Linked DNA regions of Danio rerio: region 2 is linked to region 1. Evidence: chromatin contacts called from public HiChIP or PLAC-seq data. All regions are on one chromosome and are shown on one strand. The core of a region is the stretch at or near the end of the contact, and the rest is flanking DNA. Distances in the headings are between cores, read along the strand shown.

Region 1 (4,553 bases), core at 949-3,448:
GAAAAGTTTGAAAAGTGACTCTTGTTGGCATTTTTAACAGTGTAAAGTGATATATTGTCTGGGCTTGTGTTGTATAATACAGTACAAAAACCTGGTAACAAACTACCTGTATTGTTTCTGTAATTTTACAGACCTATTCCTTTCTATACTATTTCTTAAACAAGTATTGCCTCAAACTACTAAAATGTCTCTAAAAGTCACTTTCTTAATCTGCAGTGTTGACTTTTTTTCAACATCAAAAGTGACGGAGCAGAGATAAAACTCCCATAATGCATAAACAGAAAACACTATGTGAGCCACAAAACACAGAAACTGCTAATTAACAGATATTTTTTACAGTATGAAAATGAGTTGAAAGTATATTTGGATAATAAAAACTTCACAATAAATAATTATAGTGTAGTTTATTACTTTAACAACAAATTTAAATGATTAAGATAAAACTATTTAAACTGCTAATAAAGCCCACAATAGCTGCTCAATATTAAAGAAATAACCCTGGTCAAATATGATATTTTCTGCCTTTACAAAATACTTTATTAATGCCTAAGGGAAATTTTGCATATGAATTAATCTGCAAATGTGTAAATAAATTAATTGGTAACATTTAGAAAATGACAAATTATAGTTGAAGTCAAAAAGATTAGCCCTCCTGTGATTTACCAGAGCAAGCAAATTGTCACAGTATTTCCTATATTAATTCTTCTGGAAAAAGTCTTATTTGCTTCATTTTGGCTAGAATAAAAGCAGTTTTAAGCTTTTTAAAAACCATTTTATGGTCAATATTATTAACCCTCTTAAGCTATATATTTTTTTCTAATTATCTCTTCAGAACAAACCCTTATTATACAATATCTTGCTTAATTACTTAATATCTTTCCTAATTAACCTAGTTAAGCCTTTAAATTGCCCTTTAAGCTGAATACTAGTGTCTTGAAAAATAATTTGTAAAATATTATTTACTGTCATCATGGCAAAGATAAAAGAAATCGGTTATTTGAAATTAATTATTAAAACTATTACGTTTAGAAATGTGTTGAAAAAATCTGCTCTCTGTTAAACAGAAATTGGGGGAAAAATATACAGGGGACAAATAATTCAGGAGGGCTAATAATTCAGACTTCAACTGTAGTTATTTTCTTTCATTACAATCACATACAATAAATCTTACTATTAACGGCAGGAAACAAATGACGAAGATGACAGTCATGAAGACCAGAAGAATGAGATGTTCCACCTCCTCTGCCCACGAGAAGTACCTCCTGTTCCTTTTGCTCCTGGTCTGCACTGAACCCCGGTTCATCTTGCGCCTCCGGTACATCAGCACCAGATGATAAACCACAAAACAGTTGCACACCACTATAATGATCATAATAAACAGCATCACCGTGGCGTAAACATTGGCATACGCTCGGTCTTCGATCTCCTCCGAATTCATGGCAATGAAACACCAGGTCCCGGGACAGTATTGCACATATTTCCCAAACCCTGCAAACGGCATCAGGCAGAACAGAAAGCAGGCTAGATAAATACAAGGGATGGTGATGTATCCGCAGCGTTTGGTGATGTGCCTCCCGTAGTGATACGGATACCCGATGGAGATGCATCTTTCCAGTGCCATCGCCAGGAGGATAGAAAGTGTGGCCAAACTTAAGAAAGTCATGGCAAATCCAAAATACTCACACACCGCATGAGTCTTGCTCATCCCAACCAATGTGGTGTTGGTCAAATACGCCGTTTGAACCACAGGACTGGTCAGACAGGTTCCCGTTAGATCCGTAATAACCAAAGTGGTCACCAACAAATGGAAAAGAGACTGCCGCTGCCGGTTCTTTTCTTTCCTCCTCCGAAACTCCAGGAGAACCAGCGCAAGCACGTTCCCGATCGCTCCAGCTGCGAACATCAAAGCACTGATGGCTGGACCCCCATTCTGCTCCACATTCACACTGTCAATACAGGTCCCATTTTCAGTGCCCATTCCTGCAGTTGGATTTTATCAAAACACCTACTTGGATGTTTCTCTTTAAGATGTTGGCATGTTTGAGAGCATGCAAAACTTTATTCAGATCATTTTCTTCCTGATGCAAATTTTTGAAACTCTCAAAGGTGGTTCATTTTCAAGCTGCATGTGGTGTGCTTTTGAAAGCCTCTAGAGTCCCGCAGACTTGCCTCTTTGTCTGCCCCATGCTCTCCATGCAGAGAGGCGGTGGAGAATGCACTATGAGCCATGAGTTCCTCTGCTGAATGAGCTGTTGGTTGGTGAAACAACGTCATTGTCTTGACCCCACCTTCAACACACTCCCACACACACAGTCACACACACACATATGCTGATCCAGACACAGAGTTGAGAAATTTGAGCTTCCTTAAAAGCGTAGAGAATTTGCTTTCTGACTGTTTGGGGTCCCAAAGAGCCCTACGGTGTGAGTTCTACTACTACTGTGGCTGTTATAGTTGCATACTATGGTAATCAGATTAAATGGCCTCTTAAGGGTTACTTGTGATTTAGGTGGCTAAATTTTTTTTAGGGAAAATATTTTTGCTTTTTTTTTGCCACAGATTAAGATTAGCATTTAAAATGGAAATCATGCAGCATGAGGAAATATACCACAAAAAAAAATGGAAATAAAAGTAATATAAAAATAACAGACATAATTTGAAAACAAAAAGAAAGACTAATACATTTTAAAAACATTAAAGGGCACCTATTACACCCCTTTTCCAAGATTGAGGATTTAAGATAAGTGTTTTGTGTCTCTAGAATGTGTCTGTAAAGTTTCAGCTCAAAACACCCATCAGATTATTTATTATACCTTTCAGAATATTGGATTTTCTGCTTTGATGACAATGTAGCTGTTTTTGTGGCCTGTGCCTTTAATAGTAGTTTAAAACTAGGGGCCCACTGTTCCCACGTGCCTGTCAGAGTGTGCCTCAATCTCCGCCTCGGCTGCGTCAGATAAACAGCACAGTGACAGATATGAAGGAAGCAGATCTCACGTAACGTTTGTGAGAAATACTAAAGTAAGAACTTTTGCAATGATTATTTGATGTATTTGTTGTGAAGTTAATTCAAGCCTTTCTGCCATGATAAGTGACAAATTTTCGTTACAAAGCTTACGGACACACACAGATACACACATTTAAATTTGCACTGTTTTTGCACGGCAAATGTGACAGGATACACATTAATATACACTGCTGTATGGATATTCGTTATGTCAAAGTACAAAATTAATAAGATTTAACGTCCTGAAACCGCGATTGAAGCATCGTCTTTTATAATTGTACTGACATTCGGCTGTGTTTAAAAAGTAAGGACGGTAAAATAGCTGTAAATGATTACAAACATGCACTTTTTTAAAAACGTGTTAAACTTGTAAAACTCTTGTTAACATCAGATCTTTTAACAGATCTTTTATTCCTGGTTATCCCCATCCTGTCTTGTTGATATGATTATACAAGTTACAACGGAGACATGTTAATACGCGTCTGTCAATCAATTCGGGGCAGGGAAACTGCACTCCTACATCATGTTGCGTTGGACCTCAAAATGGGAGGGATTTGGATCCTATTTTAACGTAAAGAAATTAAAAAGAAAGAGACTTATTGTCTTAATATCACCCCAATATGACTGTGGACACACTATACACAGTGTTTTTCCAAACAGCTCCCAAAAGATACATTTCATCATAGATGCCCTTCAACTAAAATTAAAATGGAAGAAAATCTAAATAAAATTGTAAAAATACCACCAAAGAAGTCTTTGAATTTAAAAAAAATATTTAATTATAATTAATAAATAATAATTTTCATATTTTTCTTACATTATTTAATGCATTAATTATTATGAGGTCTACAAAAGATTAAACAAATGACCAAATAAACATATTTGATCTGAATAGTTTAAATTATTAGTCTACTTATTTAAATCCTTACGAATGTAAACCCAAAAATACTGCCCAGAAAAAAGCTCAGTTGTCTAGCAGTAATATTTTTTTTTACTGCTCTAGCTCTCTTCTTTAGTTTCACATAATATACCAGCTTTCTCTCTCTTATACAGTCATTTGTGAGTGCTGAGAGATGTTTTTAAGGTTGGGCTGTGTGGATCTAAGCTCAAACATGTTGCTGCGCGTTGAACTGTTGCCATAGGGGATTTTTGTACTCTTTTATTTAAGGGTTTCCTGGTCCTTTCTGCACAATGAGTGTTTAAGATGGTATAGCAGAATGGAAAAGCATGCATATATATTAATAGGTTTGTTTGTGCTGATAGATAGATAGATAGATAGATAGATAGATAGATAGATAGATAGATAGATAGATAGATAGATAGATAGATAGATAGATAGATAGATAGATAGATGGATAGATAGATAGATAGACAGACAGACAGACAGACAGACAGACAGACAGACAGACAGACAGACAGACAGATAGATAGATAGATAGATAGATAGATAGATAGATAGATTATAAGTAGACTGTTAGGTTGGGGTTAGGGTTAGTGTAAGTTGACATGTACTTGCAAAGTTTCTTATAGTCAGTTAAATGTCTGT
Region 2 (5,082 bases), core at 1,094-3,593, 140 kb before region 1:
ACATGTTAAATTAGATAAATAAATAATAAACAAACTAAAACATATGAAAAATCATAGCTAAATGAATGAATGTGGCATAAATATTATAACATGAAGAAAAATATATACATACCACATTAAATAAATAAATAAACAAACAAAATATATGAAACATAGCTACTTAAATAAATATACACTCATATAAAAACACCCAATAGATTAAATAAACCAATATTATAATGAAATATATGTTAAATTTGATAACTAAAACATATGGGAAAAAGCATTGCTAAATGAGTGAATGTGACACCTAAAACATGTTGCTATATGTTACACTTACACTGATAACCTGTTTAACAGGATTTCCCAATATTTCACAGCATCAACTAAATATATATGTTAAATAATAACCAAATTAATAACATATAATACCTAAATAACTTTGGCAAATATAGCATTAAATAATATAAGATGAAGAAAGAAAAAAAAAAAAAAAAAAAAAAATATATATATATATATATATATATATATATATATATATATATATATATATATATATATATACTGCATTAAATAAACAAATAAACAAAATATATGAAATATAGGTGCTTAAATATAAAATCATATGAAAATAGGCAATAGATTAAATAAACCAATATTATTATACATGTTAAATTAGATAAATATACAATAACTAAGCTAAAACATTTGGAAAAAAAGCATTGCTAAATGAGTGAATGTGACACCTAAAACATGTTGCTATATGTTACACTTACACTGATAACCTGTTTAACAGGATTTCCCAATATTTCACAGCATCAACTAAGTATATATGTTAAATGATAACCAAATTAATAACATATAATACCTAAATAACTTTGGCAAATATAGCATTAAATAATATTATAAGATGAAGAAAGAAAATATATATATATATATATATATATATATATATATATATATATATATATATATATATATATATATATATATATATACTGCATTAAATAAACAAATAAACAAAATATATGAAATATAGGTGCTTAAATATAAAATCATATGAAAATAGCCAATAGATTAAATAAACCAATATTATTATACATGTTAAATTAGATAAATATATAATAACTAAAATAAAACATTTGGAAAAAAGCATTGCTAAATGAGTGAATGTGACACCTAAAACATGTTTCTATATGTTACACTTACACTGATAACCTGTTTAACAGGATTTCCCAATATTTCACAGCATCAACTAAATATATATGTTAAATAATAACCAAATCAATAACATATAATACCTAAATAACTTTGGCAAATATAGCATTAAATAATATTATAACATGAAGAAAAAAATATATGTACTGCATTAAAAAAAATAATAAATAAATAAACAAACAAACAAATATATGAAATTTAGATGTTTTAATAAATATAAAATCCAATGAAAATACCCAATAGATTAAGTAAACCAATGCTATAATAAAATACATGTTAAATTAGATAAATAAATAATAACCAAACAAAAACATATGAAAAAACATAGCTAAATGAATGAATTTGGCATATTTATTACAACAGGAAGACAAAATACCAAATTAAATGAATAAATAAACAAAATATATTAAACATAGCTACTTGAATAAATACACACTCATGAAAATAGCCAATAGATTAAATAAAACAATTCATTCATTCATTTTCTTTTCAGCTTAAGTCCCTTTATTAATCCAGGGTCGCCACAGCGGAATGAACCACCAACTTATCCAGCACGTTTTTCGCAGCAGATGCCCTTCCAGTCGCAACCCATCCCTGGGAAATAAATAAACCAATACTATAATAAAATATATGTTAAATTTGATAAATAGTTAAACAGTAACATATCAAAAAATAAAGCTAAATGAATGAATGTGACACCTTGCTATATGTTACACTTACACTGATAACTTGTTTAACAGGATTACACAGCAAAAACTAAAGATAAATAATTTCAACGTTTCAGCTGTAGAAAAGGAAAACAAAAAGAAAATGTAGCAAATATGATTTTTGGCCAAATATAACCATCCATACCTAGGAACCTAAAAGAAAACTTCTTACTGTGCATTTCCCCAAATGAGAGACTTAAACACCAGAATTAATGCTTTGGCAACATCTAGTGGACAACCACGTCAGTTTTTTCCAAGGGAAGGAGTTCCTGGTTCAGCTCGAGTGCATGATTATAGAGGAGCTGATGATACACTCCAGCCTTGCAGGTTCCCAGAGACAGTTATATGGACGTAAAATAAAGCATATTTCCTGACTAAATGCTTTATGAATGCGCGCCCGACCCGATTATTCATTGTTTTGTTTGTGTCACATCGCAGCAGCAGAGTCACGTACATCACGTAGCGGATGAATGAATCGGAAGTGAACGTGTCTTACAGCGACGTGTGATTCACTTTAACTGCGTATTACACAAACATCGTTAACGAGAAAGCAGCAGAGTGAAGGCTGGAGAAAACATTCGCTGAAAATACACATTTATGCCGAATTATGGAAACCTGCGTTCTGTTGTTGGGGCTTTTTCTCACTAGTGTCCACGTGACGACAGCAGGATCCGCTGCGCACAGGTGTTTCTGCCAGGTGAGAATCACTACGTTGAAGTCACACTGGAAATCAAATAAAGGGCATTAAATGACCACAGTATCATGCTGAAATATTTGGTCTATGTGAAACTATGATAGTTTGGTCATGCAGCATACCTGCCATGTGATTATTATGGTGAATATAGGCAAAATAAAAGTAATCAATCAGATATGTTGTCAGATAAATGTTCTCATAACGTTTAAAGGAAACCTGTAAATAAAACAGTGCTACTGTGGTATCACTAAGATGTTATTATATGCGTATTTATTGTTTTCATGCTTAATTTAGGTATGTTTCATTTATTTTTATGGTATTTTCTTTTTTTCATTTTAGTCATTTTAGTACAATGTTGGCATGTAAAATCTGAAATAAATGTAAGATTTTTTACATCTTTTGATAACTATAATAATCATGTTTTTCAATAAAAATCAGTAGCCAGAAAAGTCAAGTCGGTGACTATGCACAAATATTGAATCATTTTTGTATTCCCTTCTGTCTGTATATTAATACGGCATTAAAAATTATAATAAAACAAAACCCACACATTTAGTTTAGTTTATTTAAAAATTAACAGGACGGGGTATTGCAGCACAATTCCCTGATTGCGTCAAACACACACTCAAATCAATCTTTGACTAATAAAAATACTAATATATATATATATATATATATATATATATATATATATATATATATATATATATATATATATAACATGATAGAAAAACAATAATTAAAAAACAATCAGACACTAAAAATTAAAGTTATACAACAATTTTAGAGCACGAGGAAGAGATGTTTAGTTTTACTTCTGTGTATAGCAAATGTCTTGTATTGCCGAAGAAGGTAGGATAACATTGGAGCCTTAGGCAGGAAACAGTGCAGCGGTGATGTATTGAGTATTTTAATGAGAGTATGTTTGGTGGCTTCTTCACGTCTTTCACTTAGTGTTGGAAAAGTTAAAATCGGAAGACATATTATCAGACAGCATCGCTTTTAGATCCTCTCCAACTCCTCAGAGAGACTTTTGGGTAGTCCATCCCAGACTGCTACAGTATGTTTCAAAGTAGTATAGTCTTACCATCTGAAACCTTCACCATATGATGATACCATCACAGTATTTTTAATTTTAGATTGCTCTGTGACTGATAAATAAACCTGATCACTTTACTGTTGCTTTAATTGATTGGTTTTGTTATATCGAGGTCACCGGGACCCTCGATGATTGTGCTTGTGATGTTGAGACCATCGACAAGTTCAACAACAAGGACATTTTTCCCAAACTGCAGAAACTACTGTCATCTGACTACTTCCGGTTTTACAAGGTGATTTTATTGCCGAAAATATCTATTAATTCTTTATGCATTCACCTATAATATTTAATATTACACTCCTCCTTACCGTAGGTTAATCTAAACAACGGCTGCCCATTCTGGACAGACCACAGCCAGTGTGGACTCAAATACTGCGCTGTGAAACCTTGCTCTCCGGTGAGCTTTTTTATATTGTTATTTTGGATTTTTCTATGCGTCTTGTAATACTAATAGGCTCCTTATGTCTTTCTATACAGGATGAAGTACCAGAGGGCCTCAAATCCAGCAGTTATAAGGTACTAAAAAGTCAAAAGAGTGTATGTCGTTTAAGTTGGTGCAGGTGGATGTTGAATATTTTTGTTCTACAGTATTCAGAAAAGGCTAGTCATGATACTGAGGAATGCGAGAAGGCGGAGAAGCTTGGAGCTGTCAATGGTTCTCTGAGGTAAAACACATTTGAACTTTGTCTTGACATATCCAGTGTTGGGGAAAGCAACACATTACAATATTGAGTTCCTCCCCAAGAAAGTAACTAATTGTATTACTTAGTTACTTTTTTATGGAAAGTAATGCATTACGTTCCTTTTACGTTACATTTTCTTACCTGTATCTCTTTTAGACCTTGCAAGTTTTTTTTTCTTATATATATATATATATATATATATATATATATATATATATATATATATATATATATATATATATATATATATATTTTTTTTTTTTTTTTTTAAATATAGGAGTAATTAACAATGCACTGCATAACCTTCTATACCACATAAAAAAAATTATTAAACACATAAAATAATAATGTAGGACATTGTTATCTTCAGAGAACTTTCTGACCCCAGAGCTATACATTCCATATATATATATTAACGAAGGTTTAAAGCAATGTGTTAGCTACTTTTGTGTTATTAGTTAAGTAAAATCAATGTCCATTAGCCATGTTTTCATTCAGCAATGCAAATTAAATTTATGCGCAAAACTGGAATATCGCATGAAACATTTGGGAATGAAGCAACGTTTCCTTCCATTGAGTTCAAGAGAACAAAACCGTTACTTCCTGATAATCTGACACCAAATTTAAAAAGAAAAATGGAAGTATTGCTAGGTCCACCTATTGTACGTGTCTTTTCTATATAATATAATTTTACACTTTAGA

What was found. HiChIP or PLAC-seq counts read pairs in DNA pulled down with a chosen protein or histone mark.
Region 2: a contact with region 1 is called in an H3K4me3 HiChIP or PLAC-seq map of embryo, with 2.2 times the contacts expected there. The contact joins the promoter of ero1a here to the promoter of ptger2a in region 1. A contact is called at or near these places in 1 of 18 Hi-C or Micro-C datasets (hematopoietic stem cells) and 1 of 4 datasets of contacts at active chromatin or transcription factors (embryo).

The regions. Positions count from the first base shown.
Region 1 is chr17:16,137,930-16,142,482 of GRCz12tu, reverse strand. It overlaps ptger2a (prostaglandin E receptor 2a (subtype EP2)), which reads right to left and starts at 2,198. Exons shown (of 1, transcript NM_200635.1): 1 at 1-2,198. The coding sequence starts at 1,978. The coding sequence ends at 1,133.
Region 2 is chr17:16,282,114-16,287,195 of GRCz12tu, reverse strand. ero1a (endoplasmic reticulum oxidoreductase 1 alpha) reads left to right here and starts at 2,343. Exons shown (of 16, transcript NM_200350.2): 1 at 2,343-2,601; 2 at 3,810-3,929; 3 at 4,011-4,094; 4 at 4,175-4,213; 5 at 4,286-4,362. The coding sequence starts at 2,512.